2 separate regions of the Zea mays genome follow, and region 1 is linked to region 2. The links are chromatin contacts, called in public Hi-C maps. All regions are on one chromosome and are shown on one strand. Each heading gives the region's core, a stretch centred on a gene start, on an enhancer-like site or on the middle of the called end of the contact. The rest is flanking DNA. Distances are from core to core; before and after follow the strand shown. Region 1 holds the start of LOC100279881 (Dolichyl-diphosphooligosaccharide--protein glycosyltransferase subunit STT3A). Region 2 holds the start of LOC100194316 (Zinc finger CCCH domain-containing protein 19).

The links. Hi-C and Micro-C count contacts between places; a contact is called where the count stands out from the background.
Region 1: a Hi-C map of ear shows a contact between it and region 2, with 1.9 times the contacts expected there. The contact joins the promoter of LOC100279881 here to the promoter of LOC100194316 in region 2. A contact is called at or near these places in 5 of 25 Hi-C or Micro-C datasets (bundle sheath, ear, endosperm and 1 more).

Annotation. Positions count from the first base shown.
Region 1 is chr3:202,096,628-202,103,101 of Zm-B73-REFERENCE-NAM-5.0, forward strand. LOC100279881 (Dolichyl-diphosphooligosaccharide--protein glycosyltransferase subunit STT3A) reads left to right here and starts at 2,157. Exons shown (of 21, transcript NM_001152834.1): 1 at 2,157-2,391; 2 at 2,501-2,563; 3 at 3,066-3,121; 4 at 3,196-3,267; 5 at 3,357-3,462; 6 at 3,543-3,593; 7 at 5,569-5,682; 8 at 5,771-5,857; 9 at 6,139-6,242; 10 at 6,413-6,474. The coding sequence starts at 2,260.
Region 2 is chr3:201,875,956-201,882,533 of Zm-B73-REFERENCE-NAM-5.0, forward strand. LOC100194316 (Zinc finger CCCH domain-containing protein 19) reads right to left here and starts at 2,341. Exons shown (of 12, transcript NM_001359453.1): 1 at 511-2,341; 2 at 322-401. The coding sequence starts at 2,045.

The DNA.
Region 1 (6,474 bases), core at 907-3,406, 220 kb after region 2:
TGGCAACTTGGCGATTATACCGCCAGCCACAAACTTGTCAGGCAAAGGACAAGGAAAAAGTTCGAGTTCCTTAGCTAGTGCCTGAAACTCATGAGCCTGTTCCACTACAGATCGGTTCTCAACCATCTTGTAGTCATACAGCTGCTCCATGAGGTACAACTCGCTACCAGCGTCAGTTACTCCAATCTTTCCGACAAGTGCATCCCACAGCTCTTTCCCTATGGGAAGGATGATATAGCTTTTCTGGAATTTTGTATCCAGTGCGCTAATTACTGCTCCTCGAAAGAGGTTGTCTTCAGCCTTAAACTTAGCCTCATCCTCAGGAGGTAAGTTGGCAGGCTTGCCCTCAGCGGCATGAAAACAAGACATTGCAGTTAGCCACAATTCCATTTTAGCTTTCCATATCAAGAAGTTTTTACCATCAAAAGGATCAGGCTTTAGCACAGCAGCAAAACCTCTGACAGAAAAATGCCTAAAATTAGGTTTTTGGATTGTTAGAATTATAGACATTTTCCGTATCATTTTAATTCCATAAATTAGTATTATGATGATGACATATGAAATATAATTAACCATGACATCAAATATATCCATAACAATATGGATCATGAGAACATAAAGCATATGAATTATATAAATCATATAAATACGATAAACATGTAATCTGACTGAACAATTGAAAATAAACAGATAGAAACATGAACATCATGTCTGTAAAATTAAAACAGACAGATCTATCATATTATAATAAGGCAGAACAGATAAGATAAAATCATTTCTACATATGAAACAACATAGATGAATATATGAGACATATATAATCTCCAGAACGCAAAACAGTAAGTAAATAAACTGATCATACCTTCCCATGCGCTCTGATAATCCAGATCCTTGGCCAGCTTCTTTTGTCATGTTGGAGATGTTTTGGGCAGTCGCGTAGACGCTCCCCAAAAACCTAATTGCCGATCCCTCGTGCAAGGTCTCGAACGGCAAGGGCTCCGGAGGCACCTGCCCTCTCGCTTCTCTGTGCGCGCAGAGTCACGAGATGGAAATACCCTCACTCGGCGGCTGGACTGTGATTCTGAAAGTGGTTTTTCGCTTGTACCGAGTGACAGTGGTGCTCCCTCTATTTAACCTCTTGTAGAGGGAAGTTGAAGGAGAAAGGTCACCGAGTCATGCCATGAGTCGGCCAGCACTCGCCGAGTCACGTCATGAGTCGGTCAGCTGAAGGAGAAGGGTCACTCGGCTGGCTGACGAAGAGACAGGTGCCACACCACACCACGCCCCGCCCGGCCGGCGGCGACGCGCGCGCGACACGCCCTTGTCCCTTTCTTAACTTCTCAAGTTAAGTGAAATAAATCCCACCATATAAGTCAAGCCAAAAGACCCTTGGACTTCCAATGTGGTACTATTTGTATTCTCCACCATTACACACCTTAGAGTTTATTCAATAAATGGGTCAAACCTATAAAAGATCTAACAGTGAACAGTACCCTTTCCATTCTGAAATTTATTCTGCCATCAATTTTTTCCGGCAGCGAACGCAAAGAGGTACGGCTGCACGGACTGCTCCATCTGTAACTCCTCGACGATGCAGCCAGACGCGCACACAGCTCGTTGCCGCACGCGCCGCGGTGGTCGGAGGACAGGGGGTCCAGCCAGCGATGTGGTGCACGACGGCGACGATGGAGTCATGTTGAGCTGCTCCGGCATGTTGAGGAGCGAGAAGGTGATGTAGACCACCGGGTACGCGCCGTCGATGGAGACGTGGAGTGGGGATTGACCGGCGCTATAGGCGGCCCATAGCTGCTCGCTCTTGCTGCAGGAGAAATTGTCAGGACGAGGCAGGGGTAAATCCGGCAGCTCGTCTCCTCTAACTCAGTTGAATCTTTTTTTTTTGTTTATTAAACGACCAATGACATTTTAAGGTGGGCGACATGTTTTATAATGACATTAGAGTGAAGTCCCTCAAAACAATGGCAGAATGATGACAGAATCCCAAATTTCTCCCAGGGATCAGAAAAAAAAAACTGCCGGCAAAAACAAATTGTACAATCTCCTCGCGGCGGACGATGCTAGGTGGTCGATGCTGCGCTCGCGGTGTGTCCGACTGCCCGAGCGTAGGACCCGCCGACTCTTTTCCCTGTCCAATACTCCAAAGTGCAAACGCCAAACACGAAAAAATTCGATAAACCTCCGCCTCCCGGCCGCCGGCCTTCCCCGTCTTCCTCTGACCCAAAACTCTTCTTCTCAGCAGCAATGCCGGAGCCCCAGTCCTCTGTGGCGTCAAGCGGAAGCGTAGATCGCCTCCGCAACGCCTTCGGCGGAGTGCTGTGCATCTTCACCCTCCTTCTCATCGGCGTCCTCGCCTTCTCCATCCGACTATTCTCCGTAAGATCTATCCGAACCCCACCATTTTTAAATCCTTTTGGGAATTGGGAATCCCAACATGGTTTGCCCGGGCCCATGCCTGTCTTACTGGTCCGTTGATGTGCCGCAGGTGATCAAATACGAAAGCGTCATCCACGAGTTCGATCCCTACTTCAATTACCGCGTTACCCAGGTTTTTTCCCGTGGTGCCTCTGTGTTTGTCCACAGCCTGTTATTGTCTTATTGGGATGCATCAGGATTCAGGTGTTGAGTTCGCTTAGGAGTCATGTTCTCTTCAACGAGTTATGGGGTTAGGGACTTCAGTAGACATGCGAGCTCCATTTCTTTTGGGTCACTAGGTCGACACAAAACTTGGTATGCAATTAATTTGAAAATGGCATTGCCACTGTATTTAATTAGTTAGCTGACCAGGAAAAATCTGGGTACCACTTGCATCCCTAGACTTCTTTGCAAATTGTCTATTGTAATATACACTGTTGTATAGTCTCAGGTGACATGTGGGTGTATTGAATGGTCCCAACATTTGGGTGAATAAAATGGCAGGAATGTTTTCCAATGTACATTTGCTGCTTGGATTTGTGCACAAATGTTTTACTAGTGTGTCTTAATGTTTCAAAAGCAGTTGTGCACATGCACTTAAATTTTGATTCATTGTAATTTCCCCCTTGTCTCAGTTCTTGTCAAAGAATGGCATATATGAATTCTGGAACTGGTTTGATGACCGAACATGGTAACATTTCCAAGAACACTTGAATCTATCCTTGTTTTCCAGTTATTTCTATGCTCACTGTCACCTGCTTTTAGGTATCCTCTTGGGCGTGTTATTGGTGGCACTGTCTATCCTGGTTTGACACTTACTGCTGGTACAATATGGTGGTATGTGACTGCCAATGCATACTATTAGAAATGCTTCATTGGTAGATTTGAACTACTGTTAGCATGACTGAATTGTTTGGTTGGCATAGGTTGTTGAATTCCCTTAACATCCCATTGTCGGTGGAGACTGTCTGTGTATTCACTGCTCCAGTTTTCTCAGTCAATGCGTCCTGGGCAACTTACCTATTAACCAAGGTTGTTTTTTTATATTAAAAACCCATGCACTTACACTGGATTACTAAAGTTCTTTAGTAATCTCACTATTGTGTCTCTAGGAAACAAAGGGCCCCGGTGCTGGTTTGATGGCAGCAACTATTCTAGCAATGGTAATTGTTATATTGACTATGTATTTTGTCTGAAAAATACTAGATCCTTGATATGTTTGCTTGATCTACATTTTTTCTGCTCTTCTATTCTTTTTGGGGTGTATCAAGAATGAAGCAATTAGATAAGGATATGTTAGCTTTGTCAATATTGTCTGTCTTTGAGTGTAGCAGGGAAAGTCTTGGCATGTCATTGTTTTAGTTATTATGATCTGAACAACCTATTTTCATTGCAAGTCTTTGTTTGCCTATGCTCTCCTTGAACAGTTCTGTGTTCACAGTGGTATGTTTGTTTTTTGGTTAAATTTGGAACACTAAAGAAAAGGAAGTACAGCTATTATCGAATCACTTCTGAGCTTCTATGTTTGAAACATTTGAAGGAGCTGCTTTGGCCTTTGATTTTTCTCATTCATCTAAAATAGTCTCGCCTATCGTTGACAAGTAGACATATTCCCCGCATGTAAAAGGCTCACTGATGGGGACGAGGTTCCCGATCTTTCATGAGGTTCAAGGTAACTCTTGTTTTGGTGGAATGCGACATACCGATCTGACTCTAGATCAAAAGACCCAACCCTACAATCTTAGCACAATTACTCCTCTGGTTATCAACCATGTCACTGATCCGGTTGACCTCATTAAGAAGGCTAATCTCTGGCTGCGAAACGAAGAACATAAGCAAGAACTTTAAAGTACTCAAAGTTGGGGTTTCACAAATCACGACTAATAACAACGACTGTTCAATGACAAATTGATCTAAAGCAAGACCCGAGCCTAACATGGACATCGACTACTGATTATATGGTGTAAGGGTCGTCACACCTCTTGGACAGGCCCCATAACAGGCTCTTAGATGATAAGTGGCCCAACTGACCAAAAGACGTGACATAGCATTGTAACAGTTTCTAGACGTTGCTTGTTTCTATGATTTCCGTTAACTCCGGTGGAATTTAAACCTCAAACCAAAGACATTAGGTAGCTTATAGCTTTCTATCCATGGATCGTCAAAAACCAAGTCCGTATGCGTCCTGAGTATCCGTTTTACTGCATGCTGGTCCTGAAGGCCGATGCGAGTTAGCCTAGGCCTCCGGCTGGTCTTGGACGTCCTCACTGGTCTTTCCCACCTCTACACCTTTTCCGATGTACTTCATGACCCTCTTCAATATTACTAAACAAGATAACATCATCAGATAGCAATCTATTCTCAAAACTATAAAAAATATCGCTTAAGAATGAGCTCACCTCTAAATTTTATTGTCGTATTTGAGCTTGGGACATTGGACCTTGCGTACTGGTTGGACCGTTGGAGGGTCAATGTCCTCATCACTTACTGCTCTGCTAACCGGAAAAAACCAAAATGGTGAGCTGAGAGCCTGAGACCATGAAGGAAAGCTAACTTCTGAACTGGTGAACAATGAAAATTTCTTACCACTGACAATCATGTTACGAATTGGGTTTGTATGTGCGAGATATTGGTTTCCCTGTCATTTAATTATGATGTTTAACACCAGCCTTTTCCGTATGAATGTAAAAAAGCAAGGCCTTCTAATAGGTTTTCACCCGTTTTAGATGTTTTGCAGTATATGCTTGATCCTATCTTGTAAGCGTCACTTAAGAAAGAACCTACTTATTACTCCCTGCCAATATGCAGGTCCCATCATACATCTCAAGATCTGTTGCTGGCAGCTACGATAATGAAGCTGTAGCTATATTTGCTTTAATATTCACATTTTATCTATATGTAAAGGTGATTGATCTCAAAATTTTCCCTCATGTTCCTCCTCTCCCGCTCTGAAATATCTCTTTGCTACTTTAAACATGTATGAAATAATTTTGCAGACACTAAACACTGGATCACTCTTTTATGCGGCACTTAATTCTCTCTCGTACTTCTACATGGTATTTTTGTTTCCATTTTTTTATATTTGTAGTAACTGCCATAGACCATGTATCCAAGATATGTTACTGTATCCCCTTTCAGGTTTGTTCTTGGGGAGGCTACACATTCATCATCAATCTTATCCCAATGCATGTTCTCTTGTGTATTGTGACTGGTCGTTACTCTTCACGACTTTATATTGCTTATGCTCCCCTTGTAAGTCCGTGGGTTTAGTGTCATACCAACTCTTTTGTACAAGTGAATACTGAATAGAAAAAATTTCATACCGGTAAACACAATGCAGGTTGTGCTTGGAACACTTCTGGCAGCATCGGTACCTGTTGTTGGTTTTAATGCAGTAATGACGTCAGAGCACTTTGCATCATTTCTGGTATATTGATTGTGTATCTACTAGGGATGCGAGTTGCACTTCTTTTGAGTCATGGGGTCAACCCAAGACTTGCTAAAATGAATAAGAATGACATTACACATAATTATTTAGGGAGAGAAATGAACTAAATTAGCTGACCTAGAAAGCACCATTTGGTACCCATTTGCATCCCTGATCTACCTACGTGTTACCCTTTACTTCCTAGCTTCTCCCATTTCAGTAAAACCTTGGCTGCAAACTAATTCATCTCCCCCCTATCCTCTCTATTATTTCAAAAACAGGTGTTTATAATCCTCCATGTGGTTGCTCTTGTTTATTACATCAAAGGACTTTTAACTCCCCGACTGTTCAAAGTGGCCATGACATTTGTTATAACCGTTGGATTGTAAGTTTTTGATTTTGGAAGGTGGAACTAGTGGAAATGCATAATAAATGTTGTATCTATGAGCAAAGAAAGATGTGTTCCATAGGAGTCAAAATGAAGCAGTTGGTCATATTTAGGTCGCTGAACTGCTAGCTATCCACTTGACACATCTAACAGTAAAAATCCTGCAGGGCTGTTTGTTTTGCTGCTGCAGCAATACTCATTGCATTGATTGCATCTAGCCCAACAAAAG
Region 2 (6,578 bases), core at 1,091-3,590:
CAAAGACACAGTTCATTAATCATCAACTCAAGTACTCAACCACAAGCCATAGGCACCGCACATACATATAACATGTTCACTAATTCATGCGTAAACAATATGCATATAGTTTCGTTTTGCTGAAATGTAATAGCTCATTGAGCTCGCGAGCTGGCTCGTTAACAAACCGAGCTAAGATGTCATCTCGGCTCGTAAAAAAATCAAACGAGCCGAGCCGACCACGGGTAATTCGTCCAGCCATACGTCCACTGTCCACATGATTCAAATACAAAAAAAAATGTAAAGATAACGAGGTTGGTAAGACAAAGTTACTGCACATACCACAGTTCCACCGACCCTTTGACTTGAAGAAGTCGTCATCCCGATTAACACAAGAAGGATGGTAAGCTTTAGGGCAGCCCCTGAAATGAGGACATACAAATGAAGACGTGATCAACCCAAAGATGTAACATGTTTGATCTTCCGTATTTTGGAATAAAGAAATAAAAAAACTCCATGTGATGCACAAACCTACGATCACAAATCACAAGATCACCACCATCAAAGCAAATGAAGCAAACCTCCTCTTCATCTTTCCCCTTTACAGATGGTTTCACCACAGCCTGGACCTTGGAAGATGGACGGCCCCTCTTACGACGCCCTCCACCTTTCTTTGCCACTAAAGGAGGTGGCTCATCGTCATCATCGTCATCCATATGTGCAGCCTCTTGTTCAGGGACACCATCACCAGTTATGTCATTGACAGCTTCTGCAACATCTTCACCAACAATTTTGTTGTCATCATCATCATCATTGTTAGTCGTGGTAGCTGCCTCCATCAGTATGGTATTTTCTTCCACTCCATGGTAATCAGCTATCACAGCCTCTTTCGGCCCATTTTTATTGCCAATCAAGCCAGCTCCCCCCATTTGGAGACCCTCTTCTTCAGGGATATCATTACCAGCCTTGTCTATCTGAGGAGTCTTTTCTTCAGGGACATCAATACCATCCTTGCCATTTACAGCTTCGCCTGCAATGTATTCAACAGCAATTCTGCCTTCCTCAACCATGTCTCCAGTAATGCTTACGGCATCCACCTGCATGTCTTCCTCTTCCACACGATCTTCATCAGCTGTTGCAACTTCCTTTTGCTCGTTATCATCTCCAGACAGTCCACCCCTACCCATTTCTACCCTCTCATCAGACACATCAACACCGACTGCCCCATCATGTTTCTCACTACCATCTCTGCCCATGGTATCTTCACCCATGTGCTTGCCCTCCTCATCTGTGGCAGTGTCCGCAATAGTGCCAACATGTTTGTCATCTCCAGTTTGGATCTGCATATCCATATTTGTGCAGTCCTGTACAACATGGTCTCCAGCTTCGGCAATCTCTGTTTCCACCTCATTTAACAGAGCTGTAGCCACATCCAACTGTGAGCTTTCCTGATCCTGAGCATGCACATGATCATTAGCTGCAACATCCATATCAATCCTTGCACTGTCATCTTGTACATCATTTACCAAGGGAGCAACCTCATCAGCGTCAAGGGAGTCACCCCCAAACTCCTGAACAGTTTGGTCATCCGACCTATGCACACCACCAGTGATAACTATATTGCAGTCATCATTAACCAGGCAAGCAGCCACTGCTGTGTGATCCTGTGCAGATGGTACCAGGGCAGCACCCACCTCTATGAGATCATCCGCAGCAGCACTAACCTCTTTGGTTTGCATGCCAACCTCCATGGGATCATCCACCAGTGTGGAGGATGACACAGCAGCATCCACCTCTGTGAGAACATGCACAGCAGCACTAATGACATTAGTTTGCCCCCCTACATCAACACCCTCCTCTGGCTCTTTAGCCTTAAAAACATCGGGTTGGTTGGGGTCTTCAACAATACCCGCGAACTCATCAGCCACTATAACATCGCCACCTTCACCATAACAAGTTCGGCCATCCTTCTGACCCTCGATATCTTTGTATCCCTCGCCTAGCACAACATCCGGCGTTGTCAGCGTGGCCTCCTCCATTGCAGGAGGTGGCTCAGCGTCGGACATACTGATTCTATCAGTGGAACAGTGTCAGACCAGGATTTGGGTGATTAGATATTCCCAACCACCGCTACTACACACCATCTGGCGGACGTGTGCGCGCGGCGCTCGAACTCGACCCCGGGAGGCCGGGACGCCAGATGCTGCACGCCTCCTCTGCTTCCGCTGGCGCGCTGCAGAGTTCGCACACTAAGCGGTGGCCGCGCGGTCGCCGTTGTCCGCTTGTTGCACCGTCGCGTCGTTGCGCCTGTCGGCCTAGGGTTTGTGATTGGGGGATTGGTGTCGAGTTGTCGACTCAGAAGGAGAGACCGAGAGACGAAAACGGCAGGCCGCAAGAGAGATCGAGCTAGAGGCGACTCGAGATGAGGTGGGCGTCGAGTGGGCTGTGGACACAGTTGGGTACGGCTTGCTGCGACGGCCCGACAGCCCATGGATTTGCTCGTATCGGACATTGTCGAAAATTTTAGTTTTTTTTTTTTACCCAAACGATGAGTTTGGCAAAAAAATCTCTACTACGTAGCGGCGAGACGAGCCGTTTAAATAGGTGTCAAGTGGAAGTGCAGTGATGTATGCAGCTGAGGCATCCTAACGAACGAACGATTTGAACCTTGTTCCTACACGACCTGATCAAATCGATCAGGCACTTGCCATCTATCTTCATTGTTCAACTCTTTGATGAAAAGAAAAGATGAAAAAACCAAAAAAAACTCTACCCTTCCATCTCTTGGATAAATAGAGAGGGAGGGCAGAGTCCTTTGGTGTCCCTTCCAGTTAAGAATTGGGACTTCACAATTACTAGCCAATATTTCTCTCATGCATTTTCTCGTTCATGGTTCGATATTCTGGTGTCCTAGGCGTAGAGGAACCACACCAATCCATCCCGAATTTAGTGGTTAAACTCTACTGCGGTGACGATACTGTAGGGAAGGTCCTGCGGCAAAATAGCTCGATGCCAGAATGATAAAAAGCTTAACACCTCTTATTTGACTTTTTCACTATTTTGAAATACGAAAAAGATCCAAATCCAAAACGCAAAGGTCGTCTTATTCAAAACCTCAATCATCCCCTCTCAATAGTAGTCGGCCATTCTCTGTTCTGTCATTCCGATTCCCTCCTCCCCGCGCATAGCCCATTCCCATTCTCATTCCCCCGTACAGCCGGCGCCTAGCTAAAATTAAAAAAATACACATGGCCCAAGGGATTTGAACACATGACCTCTCAAGCAAATGCTAGCAGTAGCTACCACTACACCACATGTGTGTTTATGTCTACATCTATAATAGAAAACACATCTACTACATCTCTCCCCAAGCCCACCTGCTATCCTTGCACAAATATTAGATAAGTATCACCGAAATTCTTGAACTATATTTTTGGATGGAGTGAGTAGTATTTAAAGAAGAGCCTTACATGCAATTTCTTTTGTTTGAATAATATTTTCAACTTAAATTCTTTTTTTTTTGCATGCGTGACATTTATTCTTCGTAATATTTTTTCTATGGATCTGACTTGTGAGTCATTTTTATAAACCAACACCAAACATGAATCCATGTTTCTTACTTGAAAACCCTAAACAAACATCTTTAGCAGGAGGCACTTGTGTTGGGGTCGCTCATCGACGACAAGAAGAAACTTGGCGACTGCCAGTTCGACCTCTACAAACAGCCCTACGTGGCCGCATGTGCCGCTATGTACGACAAGCTCTGACGCCGCCGCCGCTTGGACGCGGTGCAGAGCGGCTGCTCCGCGCTGTCCATCATCAAGCAGGGGGACCTCATAGTCGTCGCCAACATCGGTGACTCTCGGGTTGTTCTGAGCACTGCATTCAACGACGACACCATCACGTCGTCCAGCTCATCGTCCACCTGAAGCCCAACCTGTCACGTAAGTCGCTACTGACTGGCCATGAATTTTTGTGCGCTGAGACGATGGTCGTTGCTGACGTTGTATGAGTGTCCTTGGACACGATGTATGTAGAGGATGTATGTAGAGGAGTAGCGCATCTAGTGGTGCAACGGTCAGGGGTACTACCTTGCTGATGAGCCTGGGGTGCACTTCGTTTTACAGCCCAGCCAAGAGTCATCAGTACTCGGTATGTCGCGCGCATTCGAAGACTACTATATCGAGGATTGTGGCGTCATCTTGGCGCCAGAGGTGACGCAGAGGAGGACCGACAACAATGACCAGTTCGTCATCCTCGCCATCGTTGGGGTAGCTTTTGTGTCGGCTTGCCTTTAATTCTCTTCGCAAACATACACTTGCCTTTTTGTTTATGCAAAAGCGTATGGTGGTATGTATCTGATGACTAACGATGTACGATGTAATTTCTTCCGGTATGTGTGGAACATGCTCTATAATGATGAGACCATGCAAATCGTGACATATATCGAAGTCTGCATGATACTGATGGTTGCAATGTAGTGGTGAAACAGATAGATTATAAATAACAAAATTTATGTATGGCCAGAATCATAAATTGATTTTGAAACATTTTCTCATAACGATATAACACACATTTTGTATATAAGTTATCGTAGTATACTCATAATATATATTCTCGTTGCAACGCACGGGCATTCAGCTATATAACTTAAAACATGTTGACCGCCCTAATCTCAACCGTTAACCCCCTAGGCGCCTAATCTCAACCGCTCAGCCCCGATCCAGCAGTCCAGATCACTGAATACCGCTTCACGTGAGCACCGCTGCCCCTGGGTCCCACTCGCTGGTTGCCTGCGCCCCTAGCACTGGGCCCAACCGGTCAGCCCGCCCTCACCCTGAACCGCTGACCGCCCTAGCCCATCTGTCAGCGCTCGCTCGCGCCCGCGCGCGGGCGCTTGCCCGCGGGATCTGATCTCAGTCGTCGATCTGAGATCGGACAGCCGAGAGCACCCGTTACCCCTTCGCTTGATAAATTTGTTAAAGAGCGTGTTTTAATAAAGCACAAAATATATGTTTTCTATTGATTAGGTGCGTGTGAATGTGGAGCCAACAACCAAGGTTCAAACACTCACTTATATATAATTTCAACTTATTTTTTACATAAACTCTCTGCTGGTGACTTGTTCTCAAATGCTATGAATCAAGAACAAGGCAACATAAAATGTTAAATATCAAAGCCCTTCGTCCTTCGGATCACTATTTCCCTTCGGATATAATGAATCTAGGACGAAGGTCATGAAGGACATACCTTCACGATCATGATAAAAGATGGAGAACATTCATACAAAATACAGAAAGTAACATAATTTTTGTAAACATTATTATTAATCTATTTCCATTTATATTCCTTGTATAAACAATAGTAAGTTACAAGTGTACCTTCCGCTTGAAAGAATGAAAATACAGGCGTGACGCAAAAGTGAATGCCAAGTCAGCGTGAATAGTACGGGAATACTGTTCACCTATTAATAGGCATGGGTCGCAGCCCATGCAAAATTACATTAATACCCTTTACATTTGTCAATAACTCTACAGTAATTCTTAGAGGTCTAATTTGGCTTTTCATCTTTAAGTCGGTTTCCCCTTCCCGTCGTTATGCCGAAGCTTTTCTGCACATAGCTTCGTGATTGTCTTATCCTTCGTCGTGATCGCCATCCCAGTCAAGCTTCGTCTTAACCATGCTCTTGTACACTCGCAATCTGACTTCGAAGGCACCTGTTCACATATTTCTCTTGGAAAAGTCAAATTACGTTTTTGAGGACCTTCGGAAGCCGAAGGCCCCCCAACAGTAGCCCCTCGCAATATTAAATTGTTGTAAAGACAAGTTTATATTGCGATATGGACGAAGGCTATGGGCCGAAGGTCCGAAAAAACACCTTCCTTTTGCTAGAATAGCAACAGTCATTGACAAGCGAGACCCTCCAGTTTTCGACATACTGGGTGTATAAATAAGGGCTCACCCCAAGTTATTTGGCACGCTCTCTTGCCATCTGTTTCACCTGCTTAAATAGCTTTCTGCCCACAAATATTTGACTGCCTCTCTAGTTTTAAGCTTCGGAGCCGAGAGGCAGAATTTCCGAAGGGATGTCTGAGGAAAAGAAAGTTGCTGTCGAAGTGAAGCTGAGCCTTTCTGAGGAGAAAAATCTGGGCTTCATTGAATCAATAGCAAAAACAAATACAGAGAAAATTACTAGGGAGATTTTGGAGGGCTTATCTAAAGATACTGGTGAAAGTGATAGTTATGATGCGGACAGCGGGGGTGAGGATTCCGAAGATCGACCATGGCGACCAAGCCATTCAGTCTTCGGAAAATCAACTATTGGGCAAAATCACCTTGAAAACATGAGGGGAAGATATTTTCGAGATATGTCCATCGTGAGGGCAGATGACGGAGAAAGGACTGTGCCGACCCCCGAGGATAATGAAGTCGTAATCTTCCGAAGCTTTTTTAAAGCTGGGCTACGATTCCCTATAAGCAAGTTTGTGGTAGAAGTTCTGAAAATATATCAGGTTTACCTTCATCAACTTACCCCTGAAGCAATAATAAGAATGGGAGTCTTCGTTTGGGCCGTGAAGAGCCAGGGCCTAGAGCCAAGT